2 separate regions of the Mus musculus genome follow, and region 1 is linked to region 2. A link is a contact called in public promoter capture Hi-C data. All regions are on one chromosome and are shown on one strand. Each heading gives the region's core, a stretch centred on a gene start, on an enhancer-like site or on the middle of the called end of the contact. The rest is flanking DNA. Distances are from core to core; before and after follow the strand shown.

Evidence for each region. Promoter capture Hi-C pulls out the DNA fragments that hold promoters and counts their contacts.
Region 1: a contact with region 2 is called in a promoter capture Hi-C map of pre-B cells, with 5 times the contacts expected there. The contact joins the promoter of E2f3 here to the promoter of 2610307P16Rik in region 2. A contact is called at or near these places in 2 of 39 promoter capture datasets (the HPC-7 cell line and pre-B cells) and 3 of 115 datasets of contacts at active chromatin or transcription factors (cardiomyocytes, embryonic stem cells and stem cell-derived neural progenitor cells).

Annotation. Positions count from the first base shown.
Region 1 is chr13:29,984,707-29,987,999 of GRCm38.p6, forward strand. E2f3 (E2F transcription factor 3) reads right to left here and starts at 1,357. Exons shown (of 7, transcript NM_010093.3): 1 at 594-1,357. The coding sequence starts at 962.
Region 2 is chr13:28,883,186-28,886,760 of GRCm38.p6, forward strand. It overlaps 2610307P16Rik (RIKEN cDNA 2610307P16 gene), which reads right to left and starts at 2,237. Exons shown (of 8, transcript NR_045054.1): 1 at 1,959-2,237; 2 at 130-392.

The DNA.
Region 1 (3,293 bases), core at 107-2,606, 1.1 Mb after region 2:
TCAGCTCCACCTCCCCCACCGCGATACCCGTCCACCTCCCAGATCCCCTTTGTTGCCTGGAGCTAGGTCCCCAAAGGTGCCAGGCACTGGCGCCCCTGCGCTCGGAGCACGCCTGCGGGACCCCCAGTCGCCCAGGGGCAGCAGAGACAGGAGAGGAGGCTTGCACGCCTCGGGTCCCCCAGTTTACATCCTCTGGGGTCCCCCACTCTCCAGTGCACTACTCCCTCCCCCACCCCCTTCTCCATCCGGGGCGTGACCCCTTCCTACGCCCGAGAAAGAGGAAGCTTCGAGTTGCAAGGGAGGGGAGAGTGGGGGTAGGGAAAAGTGCAGGAAAAGAAGTGGAGGGGGGGGGGGCGCGAAAAGTTTTGGAGTGTTGGATGTGGTTCTCAAAGAGGGACTCCCCACTGCCCCGCGTGCCTGCCCAGGCCCCCACGTCCTCCCAACGTCCGCAGGAAAGCACCCCGAGTCTAACAATAAGCACACGCTGGAAGGGACAGCAACGAGGCCCACGATGCTCAGCCTCGCGCTCCCGCCGCCACCGCTCCCGGGAGCCCGCCTCCCACCTGGGCTAGGGACGCTGAGGAGGGTATTACCGGTGGGCCACCGCCGCCGCCGCGTCCTGGTGCTGGTGGCTGCTGCAGCAGCCCGACTCTGCTGGAGGGTCCTTGTGGCGTGGTGTAGAGGCTGCTGGCGGCCGGCTCCGTGCCGGGGACACTGGGGAGAAGGGGGCCGGCGGTCAGGGCGCCACTTTGGAGGGAGGTGGCACAGGACGTGGTGGAAGGGTTCGTAGTGAGGATCTGGATGTACGTGCCCGGGGCGGCGGCGGCGGCGAAGCCGGGGCTGGCTAGCAGTGCCCTTTTGTCCATGGAGGCTGCAGCGGCGGCGGCGACGACAGCCGCCCCCTCCCCACCCCCGGCGGTCACCAGGTACTGCTCCAGGGCGGGCTGGATCCCCTTTCTCATCTCTCGCTCCTGCTCTTTTTTAGTGTTACGATATATTAACGTATTGCTTTCAATTTCTTTTATTATTTGCAGCCGGAGTTTCCAAGTCTCTCCTTCTCGCCTCCCCTCCCGGCGCTTCCGAACCCTCTCTCTCTCTTTTCTTTTTATTTTTCCGCACCGCACAGGCCCCGGGGGCCAAAAATAATCGGGGGTCTGGAGAGAGGAGGGTCCCGGCCGCACGGATATCAGGCCCCGAGGAGGGATGGAGGCGTCGGGGGCAGCCGATGCAACGGATTGCGAGGCGGTGGCGGCAGCCCGGGTGCTGCGGCCGGCAGCTGAAAAATGGCTCCAGGAAGCTGCTGCTGACAATGAATGAAGGGATACGGTTTACGCGCCAAGGTCCTCCCGCGAAACTCAGATTTCCCGCCGGCTTTTCAAACCATATTTGCATATCTCCGCCCCTCAACCCGCCGAGGACTGTTCCCACAGTCCATTGGATCCCTGTCGCCTTACTTCGGTACCAATCCTGGAGCGAGGTCGCCACTGGCTGTTTTCCATTGGCTGCCATACACCATGGTTACCGGGGTGACCCGGGCTCTATTTGCATAGAGCAACCTGACTGGCTGGAAGCAGAGCAGGCTTCTTAGGAGGTGGGGCAAAGTCCTACTCTCCCACGGAAAGCCACGCCCATTCCAGGCCCCTCCCTCGCTCCTACCCGCGGGGCTGGCTCTGATGACCTGGGCAGGGACTCTGCCTCGCAGACTCAGTGTGGATCTAGTCTTGAGCGCAAGTTTCGGTTTTGGAAATTGTCAAGGTGACACCCTCAGGGACTTTGTTTCCTGTAACCAAGCAGTGTAGTAAATGAAGAACTGGTAGAAATTCCCCTAAATATGTGTCAAAGGCAAGTTGGACCCGGCCTGGCAGGTGGAAAACTGAGCCCTTTAAATCCTGGGTTTCTTCCTTCCTGAAATCCAACCAATGACGTGAGAGCGGATCCGGAGGCCAAGGCTGATAGACAGAAGCATGTGGGCAGACAGAACCGTGGGGGTAGAAGGTTCAGCTGACGCGACTGCAGGCACACTTTAGTTCATATTCCAGATCATTCCTGGCAGCTTCATGATTAGCCCGATTTCGATTTAAGTAAAAATTAACTCTTTGTTCAGTGAACTCTGACTACAAGTATAGGTTTGAGTCTAACAAGCACCCTCTCTGGCCCAGAAACACCCAGGGGAGTTAATCAGGGCTAACCTAGAACTGATCCGCGGGTTTTTAATCCGCCATGCAGTAATCCAAAGTAGTACAGGCTTTTATGGTGACGTGGGACTTCCAGTGAAAGCTGCCTGCACTCAGCTCTTTACAGCCTCATACGCCAGGAAATTCTTAAGCAAACAGCAAACACTACAACGCAAACCTAACCCGATATGTTTTAAAAGAGGAGAAAAATGTATGCATATATATGTATATATGGAAATCAGAAAATGTCAAGGAAAATGAAATCGTCGAACTGGTTTCTATATTAAAGTAAATACTCACGGATCTTTAAAATGAGCATTGTGGGGCTGGAGAAATGGATCAGTTACTTACATAAGTGAGGGGACCTATATTTGATCCCCAATACTCACATTTAAAAAGCTAGGCATGACCGCGTGTATCACTAATCCCAGAACTGGGAGAATGAGACCTGAAAACTCATTGGGGCTTGATGGTCAGCCAGTGAAGCCAGTTGGGAAATTCGAGACTCACTGAGCTATCCTATTCTGAAAACTCAGGTAGAGAGCTACTGAGGGAGACATCTGAGGTTGACCTCTCTGGCCTCCACAGGCACGTGCATATGCACAAGCGTGTGCACTCTCACGTACACACACACTTGTATACGCACAATGAGAAGTATTTACGACTGAGGAGGAAGGTGAGGGAAGATGTAGATGTCGAGACCAGATTTTCATTGAGTAGCTGAGAACTGTGGAAAACAGCTGTTGGGATACATCCTTCTCTACCTCAGGCACATTATAATTTTTTAAATGTAGAGTATTTGGTAGGGTGCTCAGTGGATGACAAGGCTTGCATTACACCTAGTCCTTTCACCTAGGTATTGCTTGCTATTGTTATTATTATTATTATTATTATTATTATTATTATTAATTATTTTACCCAAGCTCACATTCAAACCCTATAGGAAGCCTAACAATTTGGGGTCAGTTCATCTTAGGACCATCTAATATTGCATTTCAGCCTTATTACCTTCTCTGGAATTAAAAGTACTGCTAAGCTTTATACCAGGCTTGGAAATATTTTGGTTTTGCATTCAAGCCTGTTGAAGAGCCATAGAATTTGTATGTTTGAAGATTTGTG
Region 2 (3,575 bases), core at 987-3,486:
CCCCAAGAAGGAAACATAAAGTCTTAAGTCACTTTAGGCGGGCAACAACTCAAAACAAGGAGACAGATCTCCAGTGGCATTAAGTATCAGGCCCAAAAGGAAGTGCTCGTGGGTGTCTAAGAAACATACCTTCTACAAGTAGAGAATTCTCGGGCATCACACTCCAATAATCCACATAAGGAAAGCCTTGTCGAAAATCCCAGCAATTTAACTGAAGAAACTCTAAATGAAGAAGTTGATGCTACTTTGTCCAGTGCTAACTTGCAGCGGTCCTGGCATCTTCATGCTAGCGGCTGGTAGGTATATATCCAGTAAGAGAAATTCGAAGGCATTTCAGTAGAAGTACTCCTGCTAAGTGGGTGACATGACTCTTGGAGTCGCTGGTATGACACCTATACAATTAGAATGTATTAAGGTTAGTTGTCGGGACAGTCTATACACTCCCTCCCTAAAAGAATAACTGTCGTCTTAATTCCTTTCAGTCTTTGACATAAAGATTCAAAGCTCCCCGGCTCTGGCACCTTGCAGAATGCTAACTCTCAGAAGTTAATGCATTGTTTGGATGCTTCCTAGAGTCACCCGCAGTAGGATGAGTTCTGTGTTTGACTTGTCTTGTTAAAAAGTGTCTCCAGGAGCTTGAAGAACACCTCCAGCATTTGGAAACACAGAAGAGGGTGGAGAAGGTGATAAATTACCTTGGTATTTGGACGGAGCCCACAAACATACCTGAAGACCATGAGCCGGGTTTTGTGTTGCAGAATCAAGATAAAGTCATATTTAAAGGCATCCGACAGATAAAGCCAACCTCTGTCCTTTGGACCCTAACTTAGATCTCTAAGTTATCTTTTTTTGTTGTTGTTGTTTAATGAACGCAAGTGGCTGGTAGAGATAAACAACTTTTGGAACGAAGTAGAAAAACAGCAAAAGATAGTTCATATAAAGTGAAGATATTGACTTACTGAGCAAGAACCAATGCAGAAGCATTCCGAAGTTAGGGGACTTGGGAAACAAAGTTAGGAAGCCGCCCTTCACCGCTATCTGGAGGGAACCTCGCTGCTTCCCCGCTGAACAGAGACGAAAAGCCGCCGCTCTTTTGGGCGGGTGTGGCCGATAGAAACAAAAGGTTAAAACACAAAAGGCGGGGCGGAGGGCTAGGTCAGGGGAGCTCGGCAGGCTCGTGGTTCCCTTCCTATTCAGACTGGCTGAGATAGGCCCGGGGGTCGCCAACACCTAAGAGAGGATGGATCCCGACGAGGACAGCAATAGGTCATTCTGGGTGGGTCATTAAACTGAACCAAACCACGGAGGTGAGGGGAGCGGACTCTTAACTAATGGTCCAGGCCCCATCAGCTTCATCTGCGCAGCTCTTGACAGTCTGGAACCTGTGGCTTCCTCAACTGGACCCCAGCCCCCAAAAACTTCCCGGACTCCTATTAATTTGCTGGAACTCCCTTACCACCCAAACCCTGTCTACATTCTATTGTTGCACGCTTCGTGTCTCCAGAGCGCTCCAGAGACAGTGAAGTTTGAAAACGCGTGAGGAAATGACCCCCACCTCTGCATCTTTCTTTTTTTGTGACCAAAGTCAGAGCTTATGTGTGGGTGAGCCTGATCTAATTCCCATTCTTATCAGAACGTTTTCCTCCAATCTACACACAACCGGGGAAAAGCGAGGCAGTATCCAGTTTGGATGCCCTTCTTCTTAGCCCCTCACCACCCCTAAAGAAGAAGCACAAGAGATGAAGGCGTTTAAAATAAACAAAACAATCTGTGCGAGAGTTTAAAAGAACAAAAGAAAAGGAGAACCGGGAAAAGAGATACAATTAAAAAATAATAATAAAAGACAAGAAACAGAAAGAAACAGTCAAACTTGGCTGCTAGATCTATGACTTTGCCCTCGGAAGGGCTGGGAGCAGGGGGACCTGAGGGAAGCAGGACAAACAGGACAAGTCACTCACCTTCTCCCTCCACTTCGTCGCACTTTGAAGGGACATTGTTTCCATTGTTGCAGCCTGCGAGGCGCTAGGATACTTTTGCGCAGCCTGACAGCGGAGAAAGTCGCGTTGACAAAGTTGCGAGAAAGAGATACTCGGGCGTCCAGGGAGCTGGAGAAGGAGTTCATCAGAGTTTCCCCTTTTGTTCCAAGTCCCAGAGCAGACAAAGAGGCGGAGAGCCGCGGCAGGTTTCTCCCTCTCACCCCTTCCTCCTCTCTCCCTCCCCTCCCTCCCCGCCCCCTCCCTCTCCCCGCATCTCCCGCCCGACTCTAAGCCTTGGTGCGCAGCTCCGGCTGCTCTGTCCCCAAGACCAGCAACTCAGTCCCGACCCTCTCTCCTTCCATCTCCCCGAAAACTTTGCCCAGAAGATGCGGGTCTTGGTCCCTTCTCACACCCTTTGAACACCCAGCTTCCAGTCCGCGCTCTCACGCCCGGGGAAATCTCCAAACTCATTGTTTCCGGGAGATGCACCTCTTTGTTTGCACTTTCCCTGCCAATCAGGGAGAGGAGCGGTTCACTTTGGCAATGAGTTTCTGCCATTTCTCAGCATCCCAAGAGATGTAATATGAAGGAGCCAGTCAACCCTTTAAGGTAAGAGGTACAATCATAGGTAGGGCTCACAGATGCCTCTCCATCCATGACCCTCCATCCTATGTACCCTCTTCCAACCAACAGCCTGGAAGAATTCAAAGAAGTTCTAAGTGATGGAAAAGTCTCTTCTCCCTCCCTCATCAGTGCCCACACAGGACCCTAGGGGAAAACCCTCAAATCTGCATGGCAGAGGCCACTAAGTATCCCACAGGGACCTACACCTTGCCCTTGTAGGTTACCTGTTGCTGCTGGTACTATGCCACTCATGGGGGGTGGGGGGGGGCCTGAACAGAGACCACCGGCTCAAACCTCAGAGAACTTCCTCTTATCTCCAACTATATTAACAAGACTCTCAGGTTAACATGGCTCCTTCCCAAACCTACTGTTCCTTCCTAGTTCCCTTCCTTTCACAGCTACAGGGTCTTCCTCCTTCACTTCTAACTCCCCATCCTCTTCCCTCCCCCACCTTCTGGTCCTGGGCAAGCCAGGTGTCTTCCTTGTCTGGGAGTCTCTCAGTCTTTCTTAGAGCCTTCTGAAAATCATCCATCAGTTCCAGAACTGGGGTCCCCACTTTACACCGCAGCATTCAGCTCTCATCCCAACATGGTTTCCCCCCACCCCAGGAACTCAAAGCTGCACCAATTTCCTTTCTAGATCTCACCAGAATAGAAGAAAAGCAGGAAGGTGGGAGAAGGTAGAGGGACACGCAGCCTTTTATATTCAGTCTTCAGGGCAAAGGGGGTTTAAAAAAAAACACTCAAACATTCCAAAGCAAATATTCAACCTCCTGCTGGTGTCCACGCACCTTATATACTCTTTCTCCAAATCTAGACAGGGAAGACCCAATGAGTTGTTAAATGTGAGGGTAAAGAGATGGGGTGAAAGGGGGCATAGGGAGCTGTATTCCTGGCTAGGATTAAAGATGCGAAGAGGGGGTAGGAAGGGAACCTTGCTGGGTCTGGAATGTCATGGGTGTGGATCATAACAAGC